Linked DNA regions of Mus musculus: all the other regions are linked to region 1. The links are chromatin contacts, called in public promoter capture Hi-C maps. All regions are on one chromosome and are shown on one strand. Each heading gives the region's core, a stretch centred on a gene start, on an enhancer-like site or on the middle of the called end of the contact. The rest is flanking DNA. Distances are from core to core; before and after follow the strand shown. Region 1 holds the start of 4930507D05Rik (RIKEN cDNA 4930507D05 gene). Region 2 holds the start of Ranbp2 (RAN binding protein 2). Region 3 holds the start of P4ha1 (procollagen-proline, 2-oxoglutarate 4-dioxygenase (proline 4-hydroxylase), alpha 1 polypeptide).

Region 1 (3,974 bases), core at 876-3,375:
GTGAGGGGGTACAGAAGATACAGACAGTTGGGAGCCCAAGTCTCTACAAGAGCAGCTAGTGCTCTTAACCACGGAACCATCATCTCTCCAGCCCAAGGACAAAGTCTTAACCCAGGTGTTAGGCTCCAGCTCGCTACAGCCCCACCCCCACCGATGGTGCCGAAACCGAGTTCCAGGTAGCCACAGCCCTTCTCCTGAATGATCACCAGGCACTTGAGTCATGACCTTACATGGGGAAAAAAAAGCCAGCTCTTGTCTGACACACAACCTTTCCCCTTGCTCAGGACTCTTAAGAATCGTCCATCATGGGTCCTTGGTCCAAGAGCTGCACCAATAAACCTGACCTTGTTCGTTTGCCAAATGAACCAAACCCATGAGCCTCTCACCAAGGAGGGTTCTCAAGGAGGCCTACCCATATTATTACTGCAGACTCTGCGGATAGAATAAGTGCAGTTGAGATCGAAAGACCCTCGATCAATTTCAGAGAAGGAAGGCCATTCGAGTTCAGGGTCCGAACTTTGAGGGTTTTGACTTAGCACCAGATGGTTTTAGAGCTTTGACTCCGAAGCCATATCCCGCAACTCATTTTCTGAAATCAGAAAACTTGTCAAGAAGGGATAGAGACAGAGGATTGACCGATGGCGCGGGTTGGAATGAGGACCACCAGACACCGAACGAACGAAGTTGTTACTGGGTCCAATTTTCTAAAAACCGAACGGCTCCTGAACTCAGAAACTAGATGGTGTTGGGGACCTCTCGGCAGAGGACTGAGGGAACGTCGCCACACATGGCTTCCCTCCTAGTGTTTGGCCGGCCAAGAACTGAATGGTCACGCCCAGACGGAACGAACAGAGGCACCTCTTTCCTTACAACTCGGGTGGGACCGAGTGCTGTAGTAGATAGGAGTAAGATCAAACTTTAACCAGGTACACAGAGCATACTTTGTGGTTATAACTTTCGAGATGCGAGGAGTACAAACTGCTCACGTTAACTGAATTCTGCAGCTCATGGTGGAGCACATGCCTAGCTTGCTCATGGCCCCTACATGGAGCCCTAGCACCAAGGAGAGAAGCACGTGTATTGACACACGTGTCACGTAAGCGCCAGTTATCGTACAACCGGATTTCTCTGCAACCCGTCTTGATCTGTAGCAGATCAAGCTACGTCCTCTAACGTTATCCTATCAGGAAACTACGGATATTAATGCACCAATCTTCTTGGAAATGCACTTTAGCGTTTGAAGCCACATGATGCAGGATAGACAGTTTGGTCACATGACGACGCTTGTACGGTTCCCTTCCGCGCATCTGTAACATCCCTTAAGATGCCTGATTACTTTCCCTTCTTTCGAGAAAGACGCTGCCAATTGCCGCAGAAAGAGTGAGAGGATGGGAGCTCGTTTCTGCCACTGTAACGTACAGAGGTCGTGCTCCCACGAAGAGGCGCGCTCCCAACCCTTCCATCTCCTTTTCCTTCAGGCGCACGCGGGGGCAGCCCTGTGTCTCTCTGGGTCCTTTCGCTCCGCGGGCGCCGGAGCTACGTCACCGAGCGGCGCCAGTGGTCCGGATTTTCCCCGGCTCCATTCGAGCCGCGGCCTCAATGTCCTTGCCTCGGTGTACCTTGCTGTGGGCTCGGCTCCCGGCGGGGCGCGGGGCTGGGCCCCGGGCGGCCCCTTGCTCCGCCCTTCGCGCTCTCGTGGGGTCGTTCCCGGGGGCTTCAGGACGCGTTCCCTGCTTGGCCGCCTCCTCCTCTGCCTCTGGTGGCTCCAAAGCCCCGAACACGTCCTTGTTCGTGCCGCTGACGGTGAAGCCTCAGGGTCCCAGCGCCGATGGCGACGTGGGCGCGGAGCTCACTCGGCCTCTAGACAAGAGTGAGTGCTGGAGCCTCCCGGCAGAGCGGCAGGGTCTGCAGCCTGGGCCTACATAGTGCAATGTCTGTTCCTTTTTGGAGCCCTTAGCACCCGAGCCTAAGTCATATTTAGTCTCTTCTGTAGTTGACATTGACCGTTCTCTTCGGTCGAGGAGGTTAAGAGTTTTGTCCCTAAGTGGTGCGCCGCTTGTGCTCCTAGAGTCCTCATGGAGGGATTAAACAGTGAGGACTTGCCATTGACCTGATGTGGATGTCTAACGATGTTAAAATTCCATCTGGTTGCCAAGACAACGGGTCTCAGATCCGGATTTCTCAATAAATTTACTCTCCCACGAGACAGACCTGAATTTAAATACAAGATAAAAGTTGATAAAACTGTCTTTGCCAAAAAGTAGTATCGTCCCAGGTTCCAGAGATGAATAAAAAAAAAACCTTTAGCATCACTGGGTTGAAGTGAGTTTTGTCCTACCTGCATTTGGGTGAGCTTGACAATGGGAGGGTGAAAGGTTTCTTTTCACCAAATGACATTCTTAGAGACTGAAAGAAAACCACATTTCTTTTAGGCACAAGCTGTCTTCCTGGCTCTTCAACAAGCAATATTGATGCTTCCTATTGTGACTTTAAAATATAGGCTTCATGTTGGGAGTCAGAGGCAGAGGATGGCAAGTTCAATACCAGCCTGGGCTACAGAATGAGTTCAAAACAGGCTTGGAAAACTTAAGAGAGGTCCTATTTCAAAATAAAAAAATTAAACAAGGTTTCTCTGTGTGGCTTTGGCTGTCCTGGAATGTGCTCTGTAGACCAGGCTGGCCTCAGACTCACAGAGATAGGCCTGTGTCTGCCTGCCGAGTCCCTGGATCAAAGGCCTGGGCTACCTGCACCTCCAGGCAGCAGAGTGTTCTTTTTTAATGTGCTTGAAGATATAACCCTGGGATATATGCCTTGCCAAGCACGCAGTGCCGTGGGGTCATTTCCCAGTACTGTGAAATCAACTAACAAGGTAGTACTCCTCCTCTTCCCCTTCCTTTCCCTCTACTTTTTCCCTCCTCAAGATAAGCTCGAGCTGTTCTCAGACTGGGGATTGTCATTAATTACTGCACAGGCTACCGTTGCTAACACTGCTCTTAGTAGTGAATTACATCTGCCTCTCATAGCAGGACTTGCCTTTTCTTGGTTACTCAAGAAGAGCTTTGGGCACAAGGGGAGGTTTGATGGTGACTCTGTGGGGGTGGGGGGAGGGGGACTGGCTCTCTCCTTGTGTGTCTGTGGTCTGTCAGGGATGGTGCATTGCTGTACTCTTGTCATTTTTCTTACTCCATTGCACAGTAGCCCAAAGCTTCACACTCTCAAAGCATTCCTGAGGCCCCGGCCTTTAGTATTATGACTTCAAATTCCTTTTGTTGTAGATTTGTCTAAATTGGTAAACAATTGTTAAAAAAAAATCTTTTATAGGGTCTGGAGAGATGGCTTACAAGAGCACTCACTACTCTTCAGGTCCTGAATTCAATTCCCAGCAACCACATGGTGGCTCACAACCATCTGTAATGGGGTCTGGTGTATCTAAAGAGACCAATGGTGGTGTACTCATGCATAAAATAAATAAATAAATAAATCTTTAAAAAAACTTATATTTCTTTTTTAGATGAAGTAAAGAAGATCTTAGACAAGTTTTATAAGAGGCAAGAAATTCAAAAGCTGAGTGCTGACTATGGACTTGATGGTAAGGCTGACAATTTTTTGAGAGTTATTTTGAACAGTTTTTATCAATTTATGTGTGTGAGTATTTTTCCTACATGTATGTCCATAGCTACTTTTGTGCAGTGCCCATGACAGAGAGTATTAGATGCTCTGGAATTGGAGTTAGAGATGCCTGTGAGCCACCATTCGGATGCTGAGAATCAAGCTTGGTTTCCATGGAAGAGCAGCCACTGTTCTTAACCACAGAGTTCTCTCTGCATCTCTGCCAGTAACATCTTCATAGAACTGTCACATTTTGCATTGTACTTTGTTATGTGTATTATAGTCTGAAGAAAAGTCCCTCTCCTTGTCTTCTGGGGGACTCACAAGCCCAGCTTGCCAGCCAGACTCCACAGTACAGGAGTGCG
Region 2 (3,974 bases), core at 617-3,116, 4.0 Mb after region 1:
CAAATCAATATAACCAACCCAACCAACCTTCGATAAATATTAAAAAAAAAATAGTAGCAGGATGTGGTGGCACACACCTTCAATCCCAGAACTTGGGAAGAAGAGGCAGGTGGATCTCTGTGAGTTTGAGGCCAGCCTGATCTACACAGTGAGTTCCAGAACATAATAGAAACTCTGTCTCAAAACAAAGAAAAACAACTCAAAAGTCATATTTGAATATGTAGAGACTTTGAAATGGTTCCTAACATAATTTAACAACCATTTACACATTTACATACAATTAATACAATAGTATTAGATACTTTAGTATGCTTTATCTGAAATGCTTGGCATTTTTAGATTTCAGGGTCTTGTTTTTTTAGATTTTTAAATATCTTCAAGCATGTTAGATATCCTGGTAACAAATCCTAAATCTAATATAAACACATTTATCTAAAATGTACACCTTATAGACAGAAACCCAAAAGCACTTTCATATAACTCTTGTACCATGGCATTCTGATTTTGATCCATCAGAGGAAACTGGGTGTAAAATTTCCCACTTTGGGCATACCAGCACTAAATGAACTTGAGACTTTTAAAATCGCTTTGGGGGAGGGGTTGTAGATTTGCTGGACTGGATTATTTAACCTGCAGAAGCCATCTAAAGAAGAGACTTTAAGTAACAACAACAACAACAACAAAAATTATGCCATTTGACTTGTATGTTCATGAACTTTGGTTTATATAGATGACCATAAAACCCTCAGAGACAGAATGTAAAATATATATATATATATATATATATATATATATATATATACACAACTGAATTGGGCGTTTGTAAACAAAAATTGAAGCCCTCTGACTCTTTGTATCTCAAAGTCTGCCCTAAATGTTAACACGAATCATCCTCGGTAACACTAAATAACACTAACAAGGTCAAAATGCCGTTTACTGATGAAGAGTCTATACTGTACCAAGTTAGTTTACCAATGGTAGAACTTGATTGTTCAACACACCCCTCCCCCGCCCAAAAAATAACTGACTGTAGAGCCTCTGTACATCTCTCTCCACCGGCCAACACTCTTTAAGAACCCAAAATAAACACAACGTTAATGATCTTAAACACACACACACACACACACACACACAAAACACGTTGCGAAATAACGTTAGAAATGTTAAGGTATTGCAACTACCGCCTAGAAGGAATTCCGACTAGCAGCCTCCAAAAGGGGTTTGGGGAAGCGGGGCACAGCACTAGAAGACTTAAATTATGGGCCTTCCGTGTCGTTTATGCTGACGCGCCCTTCCTTCCCGCCCTGCTTCGTCCGTGGAGCCACCCACACAACCGTGCAAGCCCACCGCCGCGCGGTGTCAGCCTCCCCCCGAGACACGGCAGCCGTGACAGGGCCTAGCTATCCGGGAGACCGACGACGCCGGGCGGGCGGGCGGGCGAACCCCGCAGAGCGCCCCACGACGGCCTACGGAGCGGAGGCCGAAGAAGCCAGGCCCGAGTGGGCCCGCGGATAGCCATGAAGAGGAAACGCTGGCGGCCGCAGTCCCCACGCCTCCGGTGCTCAGCAGCGCCACGCCGCCCGCGACCGCCTCCACTCCAGCGGGGAGCCGAGGCCGCCGGGAGCCATGACACCGGCGCCACCGCCACCGGACCAGACCCGCTTACCTCTCGGGGCGACGGGGCGGAGCCCTGCACCGAGGCGATGTACCGCTCCACGTCGGCCTTGCTACGCCTCATCGCGCCGCGGACCAGGCTCCCCAGGAGCGGCAGACCAGCCCTGGGGCCTACAGCGACTGCGGGCTCCAGGAGGTGAGCGCCGAACACCGGTGACGCAGCTCCGTCGCGAACGGATGGGCACAGGGCGTGCGGCGCGCGTCATCACTGTGCGCCGCGCTGCGGCCTGGAGCGCCTGCTCGCTGTCACCCCGCCACGCCCGCGCTCCAGACCACGTGACCGTTTCGCAAACGATCGAGACGAACTCCCTTTCCCCGGGAAAGGCTTTATAGATTTCACTGGTGCTACGTCACAAAGCGGACCTAAAATGGCAGTGCCCTAATAAATCCGACCTTTTCGGGTGCTGCATCTGGTCAACACTTGATTTCCTTCTAAAGAGACAAACGTCGTCATTGCCTCCGGTTTCAGCAGAATAAAGGTTAATATTGGTTGAACAGTGTCTTTATGCTTAGATAAATCGGAGTGGAAATATTAGCGTTACGTGATGAGATGCACCTCACGGGGTAGTTGACGGTTAGGGGCAGAGGAGGAAGTGGTGGCTTTCCTGGCAAACAGAAACAGGCTTCACGAGGTTTTAAGAAATGATGACTTTAGGTTTCTGTTTGGGTAAGAATCGAGGCGGCCGTTAGGACGCTGTCAGCAACAATTGCCTTCAGGGGCCTGTTTTGTGACTTAACAATGAGCAGAACAGATTATATTAGAATATTAAAAGTAATAATCTCTTCGTGCTAGAGAGATGGCTCCGCAGTTAAGAGTGCTTGTTGGTCCTCTGAAGGACCGAAGTTCAGTTCTCAGCAGCCGGTTCCAGGGCATCTATCTAAATCCGGGTTCTGACCCCCGTAGAACCCACACACACACGTCCTCATGTACACACACACACACACACACACACAAAGTTTTAAGTAATAGTCTCAAGATTGTGAATAAACTGTCGTAAACGACAACTGCTGAAAAGAACCTTTGTCTGCAAAGACTGATCAAAACCGCAGTGGAGAGGTTAGAGTGGTGCAGTTCCAGATGTTAAATACCTTATTGTCAGATACAAAGGGTACCCCACCCATCCCCCAAAAATGCCACTGACTCCAAAATTGGATCTAACTTAGACTCAGTCTGGACTGTGGAGGATTTCTAGTGGTTAGGAAAAGCCTGCATTCCTTAGTAACTTGTGAAACTGTTTCCTATCTACCAAAGGAGTAATTTCCCTTACCTCTGGCAGAAATGGATTTACAGCTCTGCGCTAGCCCCCAGGCTCCCCAGTCCATACTTACAAGTACTTGTTATACAATTCAAAGCCCCCTTGCCAGCATCCTGGCTCTTTGCTTCCCTCCTCCCCAGATACATATTCCCCCATCTCCCTTCTCTCAGCTTTTCCTGAGAGAGACAACCTTTGTTGTTTGGAATAAACTTTACCTTGTCTACCCAAAGAGTGGCCGTTTCAGTCTCTTTACTGTGCCCCTTGCCCTTGCATACACTTACCTTGGACTAGGTTAGTCCCAGAACAGCATCTTGCTCACCTCTGTGTCAGAACTAACATTCTGTAAACTATAGATTAAAAATCATTGGAATCTATTAACTTAGCAGACTACCAGCTTCTACCAGCAAACAGCCCAAAATGTCAGCAGTGTCATAGGACTATAAAAAGCTTCTCCGCCTTACTGTTACTACATCTCTCATATATCAGGATATATGTTAAGCTTACCTTTATTTATATGACTTTCTTTATTCTATAAAACTTTTTCATGTTGGGTGATGGGGCTTGAGGTAACCTAAATCTGTGTTCCCAGGCTGTGTGCTTTATAAACACAGTATGATGTGGCAGGAGAGGGTGTCTTAGTGAGCCCATGTTGAGGGGTCCCGCTGAGGTGTCAACCATAGGACAGTCCTAGTATATAAAAGGAAGTTTACTTGAGGCCTGGAAGGGAGCAGAGTCTGGAGAAGAGAATAAAGTCAGAGAAAAGAAGAAGACAGTGAAGGACAGAAAAAGAAAGAGAGGAAGAGAGAAAGAAGGGAAGAGACAGGCCGGGGACATGTAGGAAGAGAGAGCATAGATGGAGAGAAAGAGGAAATAAAGAGAGGAGAGAGAGAGAGAGAGAGAGAGAGAGAGAGAGAGAGAGAGAGAGAGAGAGAGAGAGAAGCTTGAACATTCCTTACATGCCTGACTCCTGGCTTGTACCTGGCCATTGCCAGGTAACTGTTGGATGAAGCCTAGAAGATATGCTAACATTCCTCCATTTTGGTT
Region 3 (3,974 bases), core at 867-3,366, 3.1 Mb after region 1:
TTTTTCAATATTTATTCTTTACAATTACAAGTTGTATCTGGTTTTCACCTATTTTACTAGCTGAGTTACAAAGTGACAAAATGCCCAAGCCTTTTATCAAAGTCTCAGCTTAATTTCAAAGTAAAAAAAATTCAGTATAACAATGGAAATAGCTTCATCCACCTAAAAGAGAAACAGTAGACCTTTTCTTAGTCTGTAAATCCAAAAAGCATCTGCCCTCAGGAAAAAATTAGACACAATATTGCAAAATCAAACTGTCATGACCTTTTAAAGTAAGGAACAAAAATCTATGCTTCCTACAAAAGGAAAAGATAAAGCTTCTAATTCATATTTAAGGTTCTGAAATGACACTGACGGTCTAAAGTTAAAGAAAATCAGTGGCTGAAGAAAAAAAAGAAAGAAATCACGACTATTCCTATTTCAAATCAAGATAAAAATATTCAGAGCGTGTTCACTTTCAGCTTCTACTTCCTGCTTAAAAATCTCTTTTCTCCCTAGAAATAATCAAAATAACCCTTTTGTGTCTTTTTAAAGTTTAATTTCCAATGTTCCTGCTACGCAGGAGTAATTTTTTTATGCGATTATTTTAGGAAAAGACTAAGTTCCATTCATAAGCTTCATCTAAACCTGAGAAGGGAAACGAGGTTTTTTTTTTCCCCCTCAACCTTAAAAAAAAAAAAGTTGATGAAAGAACAGCGTTGCCACGTCTCCCCCCTCCCCCACTCACGTAGTGGCTATTCCATCCCTCCAGAGTGCATTCCAAGGAAAAAGTCCAAGAGCCATGGCTCTCGAGTTAAGTCGAACCTGGCAGGTTCCTTTTAATTAAAAAAAAAAAAAAAATCATTTCCTAAAAGAGAACCCAGGAGCTTGTCTATCCCTTTCTGTGGAGGCTCTTCCCTATAAACCACGGTGCAATACCCCAAGAGTCCTCATTTTGGATGGTCAGCTGAAGATGTTAAGTCCGAAAGCCTGCCTTTGTACCAAATTCCCACTCTCTAGGAGAAACAACCTCGTATTTAACCGTACCATCCTTCCCCACACTGAACATCCATCTGGGGTCAATCACAAAATTCAGTTTAAAAGTCTCACACAACCATAGAAGGTTTGGCCAAAATGGACTGACTTGTTGACCCTGCAAGAGGAGGGGAGCGTGAAAGACGAAAAGGGAAAGGGGATCATCAGGGTGAGCTGAACCAGAGGAGGTGGGCAAGATTGGAAACCAGGAGGAAAGAAGGAGCAGAGGGAGAGAGAAATACAGAGACAGACGCGTGTGTCCTTAAGTGATTCACTGGGATGAAGAGGAAGGAAGAAGCCAGCTTCCCCAACTGTGAATGACAGCAACTTCTCAGCTAAACTCGGCGCCCCGGGCTATGTCTACTTGCTGAGACAACGCCGAGAAGCGCAACAGACAAGTTCAGTCCTAACTTCTGAGTAGGTCCCACTTCCCAGCTTTACTTTCCAAAAGTGAAAAGGAAAAAGAGAAGAAGAGCGATCGAAACGGAGAGACTCAGCCCCCGGCTGCAAGCGCTGCCTGCTTTCTCCACTGCCACATGCTAACCATCTGCGGCTCGGGCGGCCCAGACCCCCGCCCGTCCGCCCTCGCCTTCCCCCGGCTTAGTGGGGCGGACGAGGTACCGCTGCACAAGTCATCAGGGAGGCTGGCTGCCCGGGATGGAACATTCAAGAAGGTCCTAGTGCTGGGGCGGGGCGCAAGCCGCTGCTGCCGCTCCGGCCAGAGGCAGGACGGGGGTGGGGGGACGGCGAGGGAAGCTGGGAGAGCGCCGGGGCGGCCTGACTTCGGGGGTGCGGGGCCGGGTCCTCTCGGGGAGACCCGGGGGCGGCTGTGAGAAGGGCTGAGCCCCACTCCAGAGCGAAGGGACCCCGGCTGCCCGCGGGGACCCCGCATCCGTCTCCAAGATCGGAGGAGCGCCTCACCTGGATAGCGGGCCGGGAGGAAGGCGACAGCTCGGCTCGGGTCAGTCCTGTCGCCTGCAGTCCCCGCTAGCTAGCTCCCTGCCGCCCTCAGCCTGCTGGCAGTGCGACTGGGCAGTAGAGGGAGCCAGGCGTCCCTTTTATATTCCCCTGCCGCGCCGGCGCGCCGGAGAGGGGGCGGCCGCAGCCCTCGCTACGTGCGCTCTGTCACACCAGCTCCCGCGCCACTGCGCAGGCGCTTGCGGCGAGCCTCCCACCCACCCGGGAGTCGCCCAGGCCCGGGGTGTTCCAAGCCTAGGCTGGCCCACGCGAGGACGCAGTGCGCCTGCGCAGAGCTCCTGCCACGCCACCGTTCCCGTGGTTACCATGGGGCTTCCACCACCACCCCCGCCCGGGTTCCTGTAGGATTTAGCGCCTTCATTTCAGGGTCAGCGGCGGGTCTCAGAGCCATCGAAGCCATCAGGAAGGACAGTTGTGCAAAATTAGGAGAAGTTTATAAGAATTTAGGAAATAAAGTGGAGGTGTGGAGTGGGAAACAAGACGGTGTATCCGGGGTGACTGTCGGGGCTGGCTTGGCCCACAGGGGTTTTTGCTTTAATAAGCGTCTTTTTTACACTTTTGAACACGAGGATTTCGCTTAATCTCCCACCCGCATACTTTATGGGTGAATAATAGATGACAATTGAGTGTCATCTGAGGTTAAATCCTAACCCACTCTGTATAAAGTTAGATTTTAACTTCCCTGTATCTTGGGTGCTACATCTGCAAAGAAGGAATACAATATTATCTGTTCCCTAGGCCCTAGGCTTGCTGTGAGAAACAATGAGACAATGAATGAAAAAGCACTTACTTAGCACATGCCTAGGATTCAGGAAGAGCATGGAAACATATAATGGGGCTGGGGAGGGGGTGTACCAGGATGTTGGGTTTTGAGCATTTACCTAACATGGAAAAAAAAGGCCTTAGACTTTATTACCTAGCCTCAAACAAACCAGCACAGAAACAAGCATCAACAACAGTAAGTCTGGAGATGTGGCACACACAGCTAAGATTTCAGTTCCCAGCACCGTGCTGGGTGGTGGCTCACAACATCCTGAAACCCCAGGTCGGGCAGATCAACAACTCTGGGCTTCCAAGAACACCGGTATTTAACCACACAAGACACATACGTATAGTTAAAATGAATAAAATTAAATCTTTAAAAAAATACTACTGAGCACACTATATAAGGCACGAACTGTGTTTGAGTTTAGTCTTGATCTAAAAGAAGAGAACCTTAGTTACTGGCAATAAGGACAATGCCAGAGATAATTTACTTCCTGTCAGGGAAAGAAAGACTTTTCTAACATTTGTTACTCGTTTAAAACTGTAAAGTTTTCCTTGCTTGCTAAAGTATGGAACTGATTGGCACTTATCTGGGACAGAGAGACAAAGAGCTTCAGGCGTCTGAAAGCAATGGTTTCTAAAAGTGTGGCTCTGTGGGTCTAGTCAGGAGCAGTAGAGCCAAAAATGTTTTTGTAGGACGATTTCGATTCTTTTGCTATAATGACAACACAGTTGGATTTTCCAGAGACTTCTGCTCCTTTGTCATGGTTTAAGTGTGAGGCATATCCCAACCAGGCCACTAGTAAGAGAATTTACAGAAGAAAAACAAAAAAAGCAAAAAACCACACAGCCACCCCACTAATACTCTTAAGATGTTTTTATTAAAAATGTTTTTCTGCTAACTTGTAATATAGTTGTTTTAAAATGCACAAATAAAGCTATTTTATATATTTTTTTAACCTCTCACTACAGTAAATCCTGCCAGATATGACCCATATAAAAATCTCCTTTAATCCTTAATATGTTTTATGAGTCACGGACCAAAGGATGTCTCCAGACCTGAAGTCAGTGAAGCTTCAGTGTCAGGAATCAGAATTGCCAGCACCCCCTTCTAAGATCCTTGGAGGGGTCTTAGCAATATGTCTACATGACCATATGCTCTTATGAACTTTGTAAAAGTAAGACAGTGTTGCAGTTCTTGTTCACCCCCGGAACTC

The links. Promoter capture Hi-C pulls out the DNA fragments that hold promoters and counts their contacts.
Region 2: a promoter capture Hi-C map of liver shows a contact between it and region 1, with 4 times the contacts expected there. The contact joins the promoter of Ranbp2 here to the promoter of 4930507D05Rik in region 1. A contact is called at or near these places in 2 of 39 promoter capture datasets (hippocampal neurons and liver) and 1 of 484 Hi-C or Micro-C datasets (CD4 T cells).
Region 3: a promoter capture Hi-C map of liver shows a contact between it and region 1, with 4 times the contacts expected there. The contact joins the promoter of P4ha1 here to the promoter of 4930507D05Rik in region 1. A contact is called at or near these places in 2 of 39 promoter capture datasets (liver and pre-B cells).

The regions. Positions count from the first base shown.
Region 1 is chr10:62,447,311-62,451,284 of GRCm38.p6, reverse strand. It overlaps 4930507D05Rik (RIKEN cDNA 4930507D05 gene), which reads right to left and starts at 2,125. Exons shown (of 1, transcript NR_027926.1): 1 at 1-2,125. Supv3l1 (suppressor of var1, 3-like 1 (S. cerevisiae)) reads left to right here and starts at 1,547. Exons shown (of 15, transcript NM_181423.3): 1 at 1,547-1,870; 2 at 3,512-3,589. The coding sequence starts at 1,600.
Region 2 is chr10:58,444,744-58,448,717 of GRCm38.p6, reverse strand. Ranbp2 (RAN binding protein 2) reads right to left here and starts at 1,866. Exons shown (of 29, transcript NM_011240.3): 1 at 1,667-1,866. The coding sequence starts at 1,738.
Region 3 is chr10:59,321,438-59,325,411 of GRCm38.p6, reverse strand. P4ha1 (procollagen-proline, 2-oxoglutarate 4-dioxygenase (proline 4-hydroxylase), alpha 1 polypeptide) reads right to left here and starts at 2,116. Exons shown (of 15, transcript NM_001316371.1): 1 at 1,936-2,116.